4 separate regions of the Sus scrofa genome follow, and all the other regions are linked to region 1. Evidence: chromatin contacts called from public Hi-C and HiChIP or PLAC-seq data. All regions are on one chromosome and are shown on one strand. The core of a region is the stretch at or near the end of the contact, and the rest is flanking DNA. Distances in the headings are between cores, read along the strand shown. Region 1 overlaps TEAD1 (TEA domain transcription factor 1). Region 2 holds the start of TEAD1 (TEA domain transcription factor 1). Region 3 overlaps TEAD1 (TEA domain transcription factor 1). Region 4 overlaps TEAD1 (TEA domain transcription factor 1).

Region 1 (3,048 bases), core at 152-2,651:
TTTACTCCCTCATTTTATAAGAACATATCCTACTGCTACCTGAGAATAGTTGCAAGGAAGGTCAGTTTTCTGAAACCTTACAAATCTGAGAGTGTGTTCTCTTCTCACATGTGATGGGTAACTTGGTTTTCATCTTAAGCTTATGAAGTTTCATTCACATTTTCAAGGTGGATTCCACATATGTTTCCTTGCTCATGGAAATAACACTGGTGTTTAGTACTAGAGAATAAGGATATCCATATTAAAAGAGCAGGTGAATACTGACTCAAATCATGGGATTTAAGTCATGTGAAGGGGATGTTGACAGTCCTTACCCCCAACTCTCTCTGTAGGGACCTCTGAGAACATATATTTAATGGGCATGTTCCTGAACACAGGTTTTGCTGCTCGCCATTCAAAAATCAATACAGGGGAGAGAGAGAGAGAAATCATAATGCCAACAATCTGGAGAGGTGGTGGATGCAATGAATCTGAAGATTCTGCTCAGCCATGAAGATTTTTAAAGGGAAAAGGGGAAGACATCTCAGTTAACCATTGAGCCAGGGGATCAGACTCCAGTGTGCACAGGCTGGTCGGCTTATGATTTTTTCCCTTAGATCCTCTCTTGTTCACCCAGTTTGTTCACGAAAGGGGAGGCTAGGAAAGCGATCTGGTCATCTGCTAATGACTTATTCTTCCTTTCTGCTTCTTTAATCTGTGGAAAGAACCCAGCAGATTAGGCAAAGTATTGTGTGATCAAAAGATGTGAAAGGTGTGCTGGGGCTGGAAATGAGTAGAGCATGAGGTCCCTGGCTTAAGGTTAGTGACAAGATAAAAGAGAGCCTCCTGCAGAGAGCTCTTCCTGCCAAAAGCTGCGTCCAGGCAGCACATGAGTCTGTCTATAGAGGCTGAGCTCTGTACAGTCACTCCGTAGCCTCTGGGAAGAGAGGGACTTTGTCCTCTTAGCTCATGGATTTCCTGTGCCCAGCACAGTGCCTGCCATGTAATGAACCTTGAGTGTGCTGACTTATTCTGCTAAAATCCCTACAAGGCACACGCAGAATACCTTTTCTGCTGTTGTCATTGATATATTGATAGCACATCTACTGAGTGCCTAGGAGACTTTTTTTGTGATTGAACAAGCCAATGCTATTTTGAATATCAAGGAAATACAATCTTAGGCCTTGGTGTATGTGATTCAGTGGCATTCCCTCTGTTCCTGCTTACATGTTCCCCCAAATCCTTGGGATTTTCTTTCTTTCTTTTTTTTTTTTTTTTTTTTTGTTATTGTTTTTGCAGGTAATTTGTTTTCTGCCCTATAGAATAAAACTGTGCTTTTTTGACTGTTCCATCTTTAGCTTGGGGGAAACCACCACAACTGGGAAGAGAATAGGATTTAATTGGGAAGGAAAAAGAGAAGTGAGGGAGCCACCCTAGCCTTCTTCCCTTATTAGGAGAACTGGGAGGAAGGGAAGTAAAGCCTCAGCAAATGCGCTTTAGAGTTTTAATTTCATTAACACTTGAACCCAGGCACATCAGGTAGATTTCTTCTTTTTAGCTTTTAGGATTTGGGGGCAGAAGGCTTCCCGACCTACCCAAACTGAATTTAGGAGAGAGGGAGGTCTGTTTGTCCTACTGATGTGGCCTCCAGGATACCTTCTTTTAGTCCTTTGTATTCTTAGAAACAAAGTCACCTCTTGGCAGGGATGAAGCCACTCAGATGCCAACAGTCAGGGTCTGGTTTCAAGTCACCAGCCTTAGAGAGGCAGTGCCCGATTTCCTTTGGCAAAGATAGCCTGCCCGTTCTCAATTCATTTCAGCCTCTTGGGCACAGAGGTAACTTCCTCAAAATAGAAACCTTTGAAGACTATCTGATGCATCTGTGAATCATTATGTTTGTCCCGAATTCTAATTTCACTTCTCAGAACTGTGAAAACACTATTGAGCTTTTTTTCTTTTTTCTCAAATCAACTTTCAGAAAAAGTCGATCTGCGTTAGAAGTATCTAGGCTTTTATATTTTCTTCTGGAGACAGTGCGGTTGATGTTTGCAGCAAATGCATGGGCTAAGGTGTTGACAGATCCATGCTTTAGTCTTAACTCCAGGACTATTCCTGGATGTGTGACCTCAGGCAAGTCTGTTCATCTCTGAGCTTCTATTTCCTCATCTGTTTAAAAAAAAAAAAAAAAAAAAAAATTAAGAAAATCCACCTACAGTGTCGTTGGGAGGCAAAGAATACCCGAGGTCACTAATATAGAAAGCACATTGTATGTAACACTGAATGGACACAGTTCTCTTTCTTCTTTCAGGCACAGGTGAGAGGCCCACACCGAGAGCAGCTTGAAGTGAATGGGCCATGATGAACCGCTGAACTTGCTCTTGGCTTATTTGTGTTTATTTTTTCTTTGCTAAGCAGGAAGGTTGGCTGAAGCAAGGAAGTTCTTTTCCTTCTACCCCAGGATCTAGTTAATCTCACGTAATAATAAATTACAGTAATAGTAATCTTAGCAGCTATGATTTATCAAACATTTCTCGTTTGCTAGGCCCTGTGCCACACACGCACTGTGCATTATTTCCTTTCATCTTCGAACTTCTTCTGTATGACAGTCCTGTATCCCCATTGCACATAGGAGGAAAGTGAGATCTCAGGTTCTTGTCTGGCTCCAGAGTGCAACGCACTCAGCACCTTGATTTTCAGCTATATGTTGCCCTGTTGAAGAATGGCAAATTTTACCCTCCATTCACCTTCTTGATCTCTTAATACCTGGAGGTCCCGACTGTGGTTCCTGAATTTCAGCAGTTTTGACCTCACCCCGTGGACCCTTGCCTATGTCCCCAGCTTTCTCTCCAGTGAAATTAAGGTGTCGTTCTAAGAATTACATTTGTTGCAAATTGTTTTTTCTCTCACCAGGAACAACACATAAGTCCTTTCTTTTGACGCAGTCGAAGAGCTGAGAGGTGCTCAGTGAGAGACTGATTCAACCTCACAGGTGTCCTCAAGGCTCTGCTTGTATTCTATTTTTTCCCCCCATAAATTTGCTGCCTGCAAGTGGCACAAGAAATCAGAGAA
Region 2 (3,048 bases), core at 179-2,678, 230 kb before region 1:
TCATATTTAGGGGATTCCTGGGTCACACAAAACAGGAGGCTGAAAAAAGGCGGCATTATTGATCCTGGGGTCCCAACTGGAAAGGAGAGCAAAATGCCCCAAGGAAAGGGGTTAACAGCACAGGGATCGCTTTGCTACTTGGATCTAAGTGAAACTGCCAGTTACAATTACTCCAAACCTAGTTGCTTTCTGATTTACCCACAGTGTCTACTATGTCACTTTACTGTCACTATCTCCAAAGATACAGTTAAAGTTAGTCTAGGTGTAAGCGAAGTTTACCCACAAAGCAAAAAGAAAAAAAAAAAAAAAGAAAAAGAAAAAAAAGTGACGTGAAGGTGCAGGATGCAGCATTAAAGAGTTAGGGATTTTTACCTGACTCATTGCTTTCGAAAAGCACAATTCGCAGGGATTAGTGAACTTGATTTCTTGAGCGACTTGGAGGAGACCGTGTTAGCGGGGCAGGATTATTACAAACCCAGCAATTATCTTTTCCCCCCCGCTATGCTAAAGGTTTCCCTTCTCAACAGTAGGGCTGACTTCGACTTGAGCGAGAGCCCTGAACTTTTATAAAGTGAAAAAGAGGGAAAGCAATTGCAGGCTGGGAATCCGGCCCCGGGAAGGCGTCCACCGTGCTAGAGAACAACGTAAATTTCCAGAAGAGAAACTTCTCTTCCCCACCCTTGCAGACTTCCGCGAGACCAGGAGCGCTGTAGGCAGCAGCCCAACCTTCCGCGTCCCGGAGGAGGGAAACTGAGGCACTGCAGGAGCTTCGAGCGCAGCTCGGACCTCATCGCCCGCCCCACGGAGGGAACCTAGGTTTCCACAGTTTTCCGCGCAGCGCTGGCACAGCCAAGGCGCCCTCCCCAGTCCGCCCCGCCCAGCTCGGGACAAAGCCCGGAGCCCGCTCCCGGAGGGGGCAGGGCGGCTCCCGCGCGCGCCCGGCTCCCCCGTGGGCGCGAGACTCCGCCCCGCCGCTCCTCCGGGGGGAGCCCGCGCCCCAACGGCTAGGCGGCGGAGCCGGGCCCGCCCCGAATCCCCATGACGTCACCGGCGGCGGCAGGCCCCGCCCCCGGCCCCGGGCGGCAGGCCGCATGACGTCACCGAGGCCCCACCCCTCCGGAGCGAGTTCGGTCCTGGCGTTCATTTCATTCCTGTCCTCATTCCGAACATTCTTAGCATCGCTCGCGCCTTGCCGCGCCGCCCGAGCCGAGCCGAGCCTCTGCAGCCGCCGCCGCGGCCCCGCCGCCCGCCGCGGGCGCCCACCAAGCACTTTGCAGACTCGCTTCCACCCTGCGGGCCAGTCCGCGCGGCGGGGCCCGGGCCCGGGGCGGCCGCGTCCGGGGACAGGCCATGCAGTGAAGCCCCCCACCCCGTCCACCTTTGCCCGGAGCCGCGGGCAGCAGCCCCGTACGCCCAGCCGGCCCCGGGGCAGGAGCAGTGCTAACAGGGGTGGGGTGGCCCAGCCCGGGGACTGGGAGCCGGGGAGGGAGCCGGGCTCCGAGCTGAAAGCGAGGGAAGCAGCGCCGAAGTTTGCCTCGGACTCGCCGGGCGCTGCGGCGGCTCCCTTCGCCGAGGTAAGTTGGCGCGCGGGGCTGATGCTGGGTGCGGGGGGTGCGCCGGGCGTCGGGGCGGGGGGACGGCGGCGTCCGGCTCGGGCCGCTTTTTCTCTCGGGGCTCTGCTTTGTGTGCGGCGGGTGAGCGGGCACGCGGAGGACTGGGGCCGGGCCCCCGCGCCCTCCTCCCCGCGCCCCTTCAAGGTGAGCGGCTCGGCGCCGCGGCGCGAGTTCCCGGGACGCCAAGTTGGGCCGCGCGCTGAGGAACCCGCGCGGCAACAGGCGGCCCCGCCAGCGGCCGGGAGGCGCCGGGGCGGCCGCGCCGCGCCCCCCGCGCCCCCCTCTCGCGCCTGTCCGCCAGCCCGCGCGCACACGCACACACCCTCGGGCAGTTTACACGTTCTTCTGGGAGAAGTCAGAAGTTCGGAGCGAGCGCGGGCGGGGAGAGCCGCCGGCGCCGCCTGGGAGCCCCAAGCCGGCCCGACTCCCCCCACCGCGTCTCCCTGGCCGCCCCAGGCGCCGGGGCCCCCGAGGCCCGCCCGGGGTCTGAGCCGACTTGCGCTGCTGGCGGAGGTTTCGTTCCTTCTCAAAGATGAAAGGAGGCACGGTCGTCTTTGCCGCTTCTCCAGGACTGTTGCTACCGCCGCCGCTGCTTCATTGCACATTCAAGTGGAAAATTTTCAGGAGTCAGCAGAAACATTGTGTCCAAAAAAGACTGAGTCGCAGTTACCACCAAACCCTGGAGGAGACTCTCCTTGGAAAACTTCCCTTTGGTAGGAAATACTGGGGGATTTGTTTGTTTATTGGAAGAGAAATGATTCCCCAGGAGGGGAGAAAATCAGGGTGCACTTCTAGTCTTTGTTCGTAGCAGCAACATTTGTTTTGTTCAGAAGTGCAGAGGCCCGCTTTAAAGAAAGTTCAACTTGTATGAGTTTCCTTTTTTTTCTTTTAAAATGTGTTTTTTAAAAACCGAAGAAGCATTTTAAATGAGTTGAAAACAATGGAGGGCTCACACCTTCCTTATTTTCCTCCTACGAAAATAAATAAAATCCAGATCATTATTTTCTTTTGCTTTTTAATTCTTTCTTTTTAAAGATTTATTTAAAGTTGAATGGTGTCACTGTATAAAAATATTTATGGAACAATGAAATACCAGCCACCAGCATTTCTCAGGAGGCTTGTTAACGTTTCAGAAGCAAGTGGCTGCCTGTGATTTGCAGAAATGAAAATTGACCTCAGTGAGCACTGGAAACTTAGAGACAGATGATGTTCCAGGAGCGGGTAATGTAAAAGGCCGTGTTTTAAAAACAGTGCCTTGGAGGAAGCCCAGGTCCTGGGACAGAAAGGTCTGCAAAACCTATCAGATTTCAAAACAGTTCAAAAAATATTTGTATTAAAAATGCTACAGACATTGCAAAGTGTCAGCTCAGGACAACGACATGTTTTTTTCTTCTCCACCCTTCATCCTGATTTTTTTCTGGAAGTTTAGGTGGTC
Region 3 (3,048 bases), core at 194-2,693, 170 kb before region 1:
GTCTGGCCGTGATGCTAGGTGGAGAGAGAGGCCTGGGAGAGGAAGTGGCTTGATGATGAGAACACGGGATCTAGAGTGAAGAGGTGTGAGTTGGGTCCCGGGGCACAGCCTGTGGCAGGCCTGCACATCTCTGCAACTCCCTGCCCTTCTCTCTAATGTGGCACTAAGAGCCTTCCAGCTGGGGCTGAGAATGAAGGCAAGAATGCCTATGAGAAGCACACCCCATTATGAGCTGTGGTTCTCCTTGTAATAAAACAGTTTAGGTTGGAGACAAGATACACCATACAGTTGATACTGTTATTTTAAAAGATGAGAAATTTGACCAAATGCAGAGTAAGAGGTTGGTGTGTGGTAAATGCATTCAACCCACGATGAATTACAGACTGGGGGTGGATCTGTGTGAGATGCCATGGATAAAGAAAATTCCATTTCTGTTGCACTTGGCTTGCTCTACTCCAGGAATTCCCTCACTCCTCACTTCGGAGTTTGGATCCAGACTTCCATAGTCTTTGTTCCCTGTTTGATTTTGTCTCCGAAGGCCAACCAGGGCTAACCACTTCTTTATTTCTATTTTATCCTCAAGCATTTAGTATTATAATCCTAAAATTCAACGCTCATTAGATACTTGATGAATGATTTGCCGTTCTGTCAGTATTTACTGAAGACCTGGATGTGTCAGGTTATCTGCTGGTCTCCAGAGATGCTGTGCTGCAGGGAGCCCCTGCCCTTAAGATGCTCACTGTGGGGAAGGAGTCGGTTACCTGGTTAAGGTAGAGAAGACTGCAGGGGGTAGGGAAAGCATTCCTAATTGCTAAATCTTGTGACCTAAAGGATAACTTGATTAAGGATAGCAATGGAGAGAGCTTGGAGACAGTCATAGCTGACTAGAGTATACTTTCTTTCTCTTTTCTCTCTCTCTCTTTTTTTCTTTTCTTTTTTTTTTTTTTTTTTTTTTGACTGAACCTGAGGTGTGCGGAGGGATCCCAGGCCAGGGATCGAATGTATACCACAGCAGCAACCTGAGCCACAACAGTGACAACGCCAGATCCTTAACTGCTAGGCCACCAGGGAACTCCACGGAATATACTTCCTTATAATTGCCTTTTGGAGCATGAAATTCAAGAGCTGAGTTTGTCTGGGATCCTAACAGCCCCTGAGGGTTTCCAGCACTGTGGCAATGTTCAGTATTAATGTTGTGTTTGTGTATTAATTACACTTTTACTGTCAGTGTACTGAACCCAAAGATGGTACAGAACACGTGGAGCAAGCAGATACCCCTCCCCATTGGGAGTGACCTGGACTAATTAGAAGCCTGTCACAGGACCGGGGTGGGGCGGGGGGGGGCAGTTTAGCAGGGCCAAGCTGGGGGTATATGGGGGCAGAAGTAGATGTGACCTGGCATGGAGGTGGCAGGCAGGCAGACAGTCATTTCAGTGGGAGATAGCATCTGATCCTCATCCCTTCGGGCTAGTCTTATAATAGCGGCAGATAAATAAGCTGCCTCTAGTATGTTCCCAGAATATCTCTGTCTGCAAAATGTCTTTGAGGGGATGTTTGACTTGTGAGCATGTGGTTGATAAAATAAATACATTAAAAAAATATATAACCCTCTCTGTGAGAGGTTTTAGTCTCTTCTCTCCCCCGGGAAAAATAAGGCCCTTCTTGAACCCTTTTCTTCCCTCACTGTAGAATTCCTGCCATGCTTTATAAGAAGAAATATTTTTGGAATGTAGCACCTGCAGATTTATAAAGGGGCTCTGCCCAAACCACTGGGCTGTGGCTATTGTGTGGGTGGGTTCTTGGTGCATTGTGAAGAGATATCAGCCTGACACCTGCAAAGCATTTGAGGAGCTGGGCCAGGGTTGGAGAAGCTGGAATTCAGAGGCACTTCAGTTGTTGTTATCTGGCTTTTGTGGGCAGGCAACTGGAATGGGCCCTTCTCCCTAGTGTTAGAGGATCCTTAGCATTCAATTACACCTTGACTAGAACAGGACTTGGTGCCTAGAAAAGTGTCTGGCATGACATAGGAACTTAATATACAGCTGCTGAGTGAGTGAACAGATGAGGCCCTTTTCTGGGCTTTGACAGTCTTGTTGGATGAGTATGCCTCTGGCTCTTGCTTTTCGAGGGTAGTCTGTTGACCAGCAGTAGCAGCCTCACTTTGTTAGCATAGGAATCACTTGGGGATCTTTTTTTTTTCTTTTTCTTTTTTCTTTTTTTTTTTTTAGGGCTGCACCTGTGGCATATGAAGTTCCCAGGCTAGGGGTCGAATCAGAGCTGCAGTTGTTGGCCTGCACCACAGCCACAGCAACACCAAATCTGAGAGCTGTGTCTGTGACCTACACTGCAGCTTGCAGCAGTACCAGATCCTTAACCCACTGAGTGAGGCCAGGGATGGAACCCACATCCTCGTGGATACTAGTCAGATTCTTAACATGCTGAGGCACAATGGGAGCTCCTCACTTAGGGATCTTTTTAAAATGTAGGTTCTGGAGTTCCCGTTGCGGCTTAGCAGTAACGAACCTGACTAGGATCCATGAAGACACGGTTCGATCCCTGGCCTCACTCAGTGGGTTAAGGATCCGGCACTGCTGTGACTGTGGTGTAGGCTGGCAACTGAAGTTCTGGCCCCTAGCCTGGGAATTTCCATAGGCCACACCTGTGGCCTTAAAAAGGCAACCCCCCCCCAAAAAAAAACCCAAAAATCAAAAACAGGTTCTGATTTAGTGTAGCTGGGACTTGGCTTGAGGATCTGCATTTTAACCCATTTCCAAATGATGGCAATGGTGCTTTTCCATAGGCTGTACTTTTTTTTTTTTTTTTTTTTTTTTTTTAAGGCTTTTAACCTTTTAAGTAGGGGTTCTCTTAGGATTCAATGAAATCATCTATATGTCTTTCATGAGTTTGCAGCAACACTAGAGGAAAAGATGGAAGCCTTGGTCCTGGACTCAAAAAAATGTAATCATAGTGAAAAATCAAGACTCATCCTTAGACGCTGAAGAAAAAGGAGAAGTGATCAGGGGAAAGCTGAAAGAGTGAAGGACCTTT
Region 4 (3,048 bases), core at 190-2,689, 130 kb before region 1:
GGTTGTCAGGGATATAGCAGTGAGCCAGACAGACATGGTCCCTGCCCGCATGGAGCAAGTTCATTTGCAGGAAACACTGACCTGAGGTCAGGGCTGCGTGCCAGAGCTTTCTGGGAAGTCTGAGAGCCCTTTGAAGATGGTCACCTTCCACTTAGCCTTTTGAAGCCTGTTCTTGGCCACTAGTATCCAGGGCACCTGGCCCAATGCTGGCAGGAAGAAAGTGTCTCAAATATCGCAGTGGGGAGGATCCTAGATCACAAGGCTGGCCTTGGTGGTGGCCAGGAAGATGTCTGGAAGATTCTGGTGCTGTAGGATCCTACAGGCAGCCAGGGCACAGCAATTGCTGGACAATGACTGTCTCTTTATGAGTAGGTGTCTTCAGGGACTTTGGTCAGGTTGGCTCCGGGGCTGCCCCCTTTCTTGTTGGGATGCCATGCCTGCTGGTCAGCTATCACAGAGCTGAGTTGTGTCGAATAGAAAAGATGAGGAGGAAGACATCTCTTGGCCAGGCCTCCCCAATTGCTGACCTGAGCCGTCCTGGCCAGGAGAGCACAGGAGTTGGACTTGCCTCTTTGCTTACTTCATAGAAGCACAAGGCAGAAGAGAGAAGGGGCCCTTTCAGTGAGGTGGTGGCAGAACTGACAAAGGGGCATCAGAAGGAGTGCATGCAAGCAGATAGGAGTGTGCACCAGTTAATCAGAGCAGGCAAACAGGCTGACATCTGAGGTCCCTAGGCTCCTCCTAATTTGGAGGACAGGTCAAGGAAATGCAACGCCATTCCTTTCTAAGACAGTGGGCTTTCTGTGAGCTCCAGGAAGGTGGTCTGTGTCTGTGGAAATGACTATAGAATCGAAGCCTTGTAGTATCCCCAGGCCTTGGAGGAAGGAGCCTTGAGGACTGAGCTGAACCTGTTCTTTCCGGTTCTTAATCTGAGCATCATTTAGCATCTTTGATTTCTTTTTTCTGTCTGACCTGTGATTCAGGATATTATTTCAAGTGAATTAGCTAGGAACGTGCAGTACAAAGAGCTGTGCCCTTAGAACAGGCCAGAAGCTCCATAAGGCTGAGACCCCACCATGACTGTCTTGCTGGACGTAGAAGGTGTCAGTGATGTTTGTTGAATGTACACATATGTGAACTATTGTTTAAAACAAAGAAAGGGGAGTCAATAGGCCTCTGAGCCTTGAGAGGAACTGGCTAGAAAGGAAGGGCGAAAGCAGGAAAAAAAAAAAATGAGAGAGAAAAAGATGTTTGTATATTTAATAGTCTCTTAGTCTGAGAAGGAAGAAATGCTATTTTTTTGTGTGTGATGTGTATTGACAAATGCTAGTTCCAGAGGCAGGAAGGATTTCTGTCCAAATAGGCAGAGTAGTGGAACAAGGGTTAATTCAGGGATCCTCAGAACAGATGAGTAATGGGAGATTTTGAAATAGTTTGGTTCCTGTGAGAGTAGCAAAGTCAGAGTCATCAGTGTTTGGATTGGGAAGCTTAACATATTGGCAGCGGTGGTGGGGGAGGGGGTTGGCAGAGGTTGGGCCTACCAGGGTTTATGCACAAGGTGTGAGCCCTTATGTAATCCAGGTTTAAAAAAAGCTGATTAGGATGGCTCAAGAACTGGTCATAAGCAGAGATAAAAAAGATAATGTTAAATTATCACTGAGTTGGAAAGTTATGCTTTCCAACAGCTTTCCGTGGCAGTGCATGAGCACTGGGATTCAGGAAGACATGGGTTCATAAATTGTTGAGTGAAAGCCTGTACTGTGCTTTGACTGTGAGTGGGGACTATAGGTATAAAGCAATTAAGATAGCTGACCTGTTTGACCACTTACTGTGTGCTAGGCACTTTCTCATTGCTTTAGAATATGTTATCTTGCTTATTCCTCAGAGCAACCCAGTGACAGGGGTTACCATGATTACCCCCAATTTACAGCTGAGGAAGCTGAGGCCCACCAAGGTCAAGTTATTTGCTCAAGGTCACAGTAAATAAGTGGTGGGGTTGACATTTGAAAGTCAGCTTAATACAACAAGCCAGCTAGTATGACTAACTGCAGTATTGATAGGGAAGGAAGTCTATATACTAGGGATATATACAGCTCAGTGGTATGGCAGCAGAAAGTGGGATTACTTATGATTGGGGAATGCATGTGTCCATATTTAAAAATGCAGGGAAGTAGAAGAGTTAGAGTCTGAGAGGCAGACTTAGATGGGCTAGCTTTGTTCAGTGGGAAAAAGGCCACTTAAGTGTTTTTTTGTATTTTTTTTATTTTTAGCGTGTGTTTTTGTTTTTAAACTTACTTTGGATGGCAGACCCCCTTTGAGAATCTATAGAAAGTTGTGGATCTCCAAAAAAAACAAAATGCTTATTTGTGCATAGTTATGGAATTGTTGCATATAACTTCAGATGATTTCTGAAGCCTAGGTCAAACCTGCTACTGTGGGGAGAGAGGGAAAGGAAGGGCACTTAGGCCTAAGGGAACAGCGTGATAAAGGCACAAAGTCCTTAGAGGGCACAGCTCTGGTGCTCTTAGAACTGAAGGTGTGTCCTGGGGGGGTGGTATGGTGAATGAGCCTGGAAATGTGGGCTGGCACTGCATCATGGAGGGCCCTGAGTGCCTGGTGGCCATCCTGGAACAAAGGAAAGCCATTGCATCTTTTTAGGAGAGATGATGTGACTTTGCCTGTGTTTGACAACGCCAACTCTGGAGGTATGAAGACAAGTTAGATGGCTATTGCAGTAGGTCAGTCGGAGAGGATGAGCCAAAAGTACCTAATGTCAGTGCTGGCAGAGAAGTTTTGGTGGTAAAACCAATAGGACTGGTTGACAGAATGGGATTTGTGCATGAGAAGGAGGGGTTGAAGATGATTCTAGGATTTGTTGCTGGGTGATGAGGAAGATGGCAGGACTGTGAACTGCATGGGGAGTGGAGATGAAAGAGGCAATTTATAGAGAGGAGAGGGATGGGGAGTTGAATTTTGTCATGTGCTGGAGGCACAGAGTGCCATCCGGATGAAGATGATCTGTGAGGTTTAGAAATTCCTGCCTGGAGG

The links. Hi-C and Micro-C count contacts between places; a contact is called where the count stands out from the background. HiChIP or PLAC-seq counts read pairs in DNA pulled down with a chosen protein or histone mark.
Region 2: a Hi-C map of skeletal muscle shows a contact between it and region 1, with 13 times the contacts expected there. The contact joins the promoter of TEAD1 here to the enhancer-like site in region 1. A contact is called at or near these places in 3 of 5 promoter capture datasets (fetal liver, fetal skeletal muscle and liver), 19 of 47 Hi-C or Micro-C datasets (alveolar macrophages, embryonic fibroblasts, epiblast stem cells and 11 more) and 1 of 2 datasets of contacts at active chromatin or transcription factors (skeletal muscle).
Region 3: a contact with region 1 is called in an H3K27ac HiChIP or PLAC-seq map of skeletal muscle. The contact joins two enhancer-like sites. A contact is called at or near these places in 1 of 47 Hi-C or Micro-C datasets (skeletal muscle) and 1 of 2 datasets of contacts at active chromatin or transcription factors (skeletal muscle).
Region 4: an H3K27ac HiChIP or PLAC-seq map of skeletal muscle shows a contact between it and region 1. The contact joins two enhancer-like sites. A contact is called at or near these places in 2 of 47 Hi-C or Micro-C datasets (psoas muscle and skeletal muscle) and 1 of 2 datasets of contacts at active chromatin or transcription factors (skeletal muscle).

Annotation. Positions count from the first base shown.
Region 1 is chr2:46,438,619-46,441,666 of Sscrofa11.1, reverse strand. All of the region lies in intron 10 of TEAD1 (TEA domain transcription factor 1), which reads left to right. Among named protein-coding and RNA genes, the nearest start is that of RASSF10, 100 kb to the right of the region's middle. Within about 2 kb of position 1,401, at least 4 of the 83 cell types and tissues checked have an H3K27ac peak or open chromatin away from gene starts, as enhancers often do. A contact at or near this core is called in skeletal muscle, where this site is marked.
Region 2 is chr2:46,668,648-46,671,695 of Sscrofa11.1, reverse strand. It overlaps TEAD1 (TEA domain transcription factor 1), which reads left to right and starts at 1,428. Exons shown (of 14, transcript NM_001142669.1): 1 at 1,428-1,574. It overlaps LOC102164222 (a long non-coding RNA gene), which reads right to left and starts at 2,023. Exons shown (of 6, transcript XR_002341571.1): 1 at 1,936-2,023.
Region 3 is chr2:46,608,371-46,611,418 of Sscrofa11.1, reverse strand. The region is part of intron 1 of TEAD1 (TEA domain transcription factor 1); the gene reads left to right. Among named protein-coding and RNA genes, the nearest start is that of TEAD1, 60 kb to the left of the region's middle. Within about 2 kb of position 1,443, at least 1 of the 83 cell types and tissues checked has an H3K27ac peak or open chromatin away from gene starts, as enhancers often do. A contact at or near this core is called in skeletal muscle, where this site is marked.
Region 4 is chr2:46,569,387-46,572,434 of Sscrofa11.1, reverse strand. The region is part of intron 2 of TEAD1 (TEA domain transcription factor 1); the gene reads left to right. Among named protein-coding and RNA genes, the nearest start is that of TEAD1, 99 kb to the left of the region's middle. Within about 2 kb of position 1,439, at least 9 of the 83 cell types and tissues checked have an H3K27ac peak or open chromatin away from gene starts, as enhancers often do. A contact at or near this core is called in skeletal muscle, where this site is marked.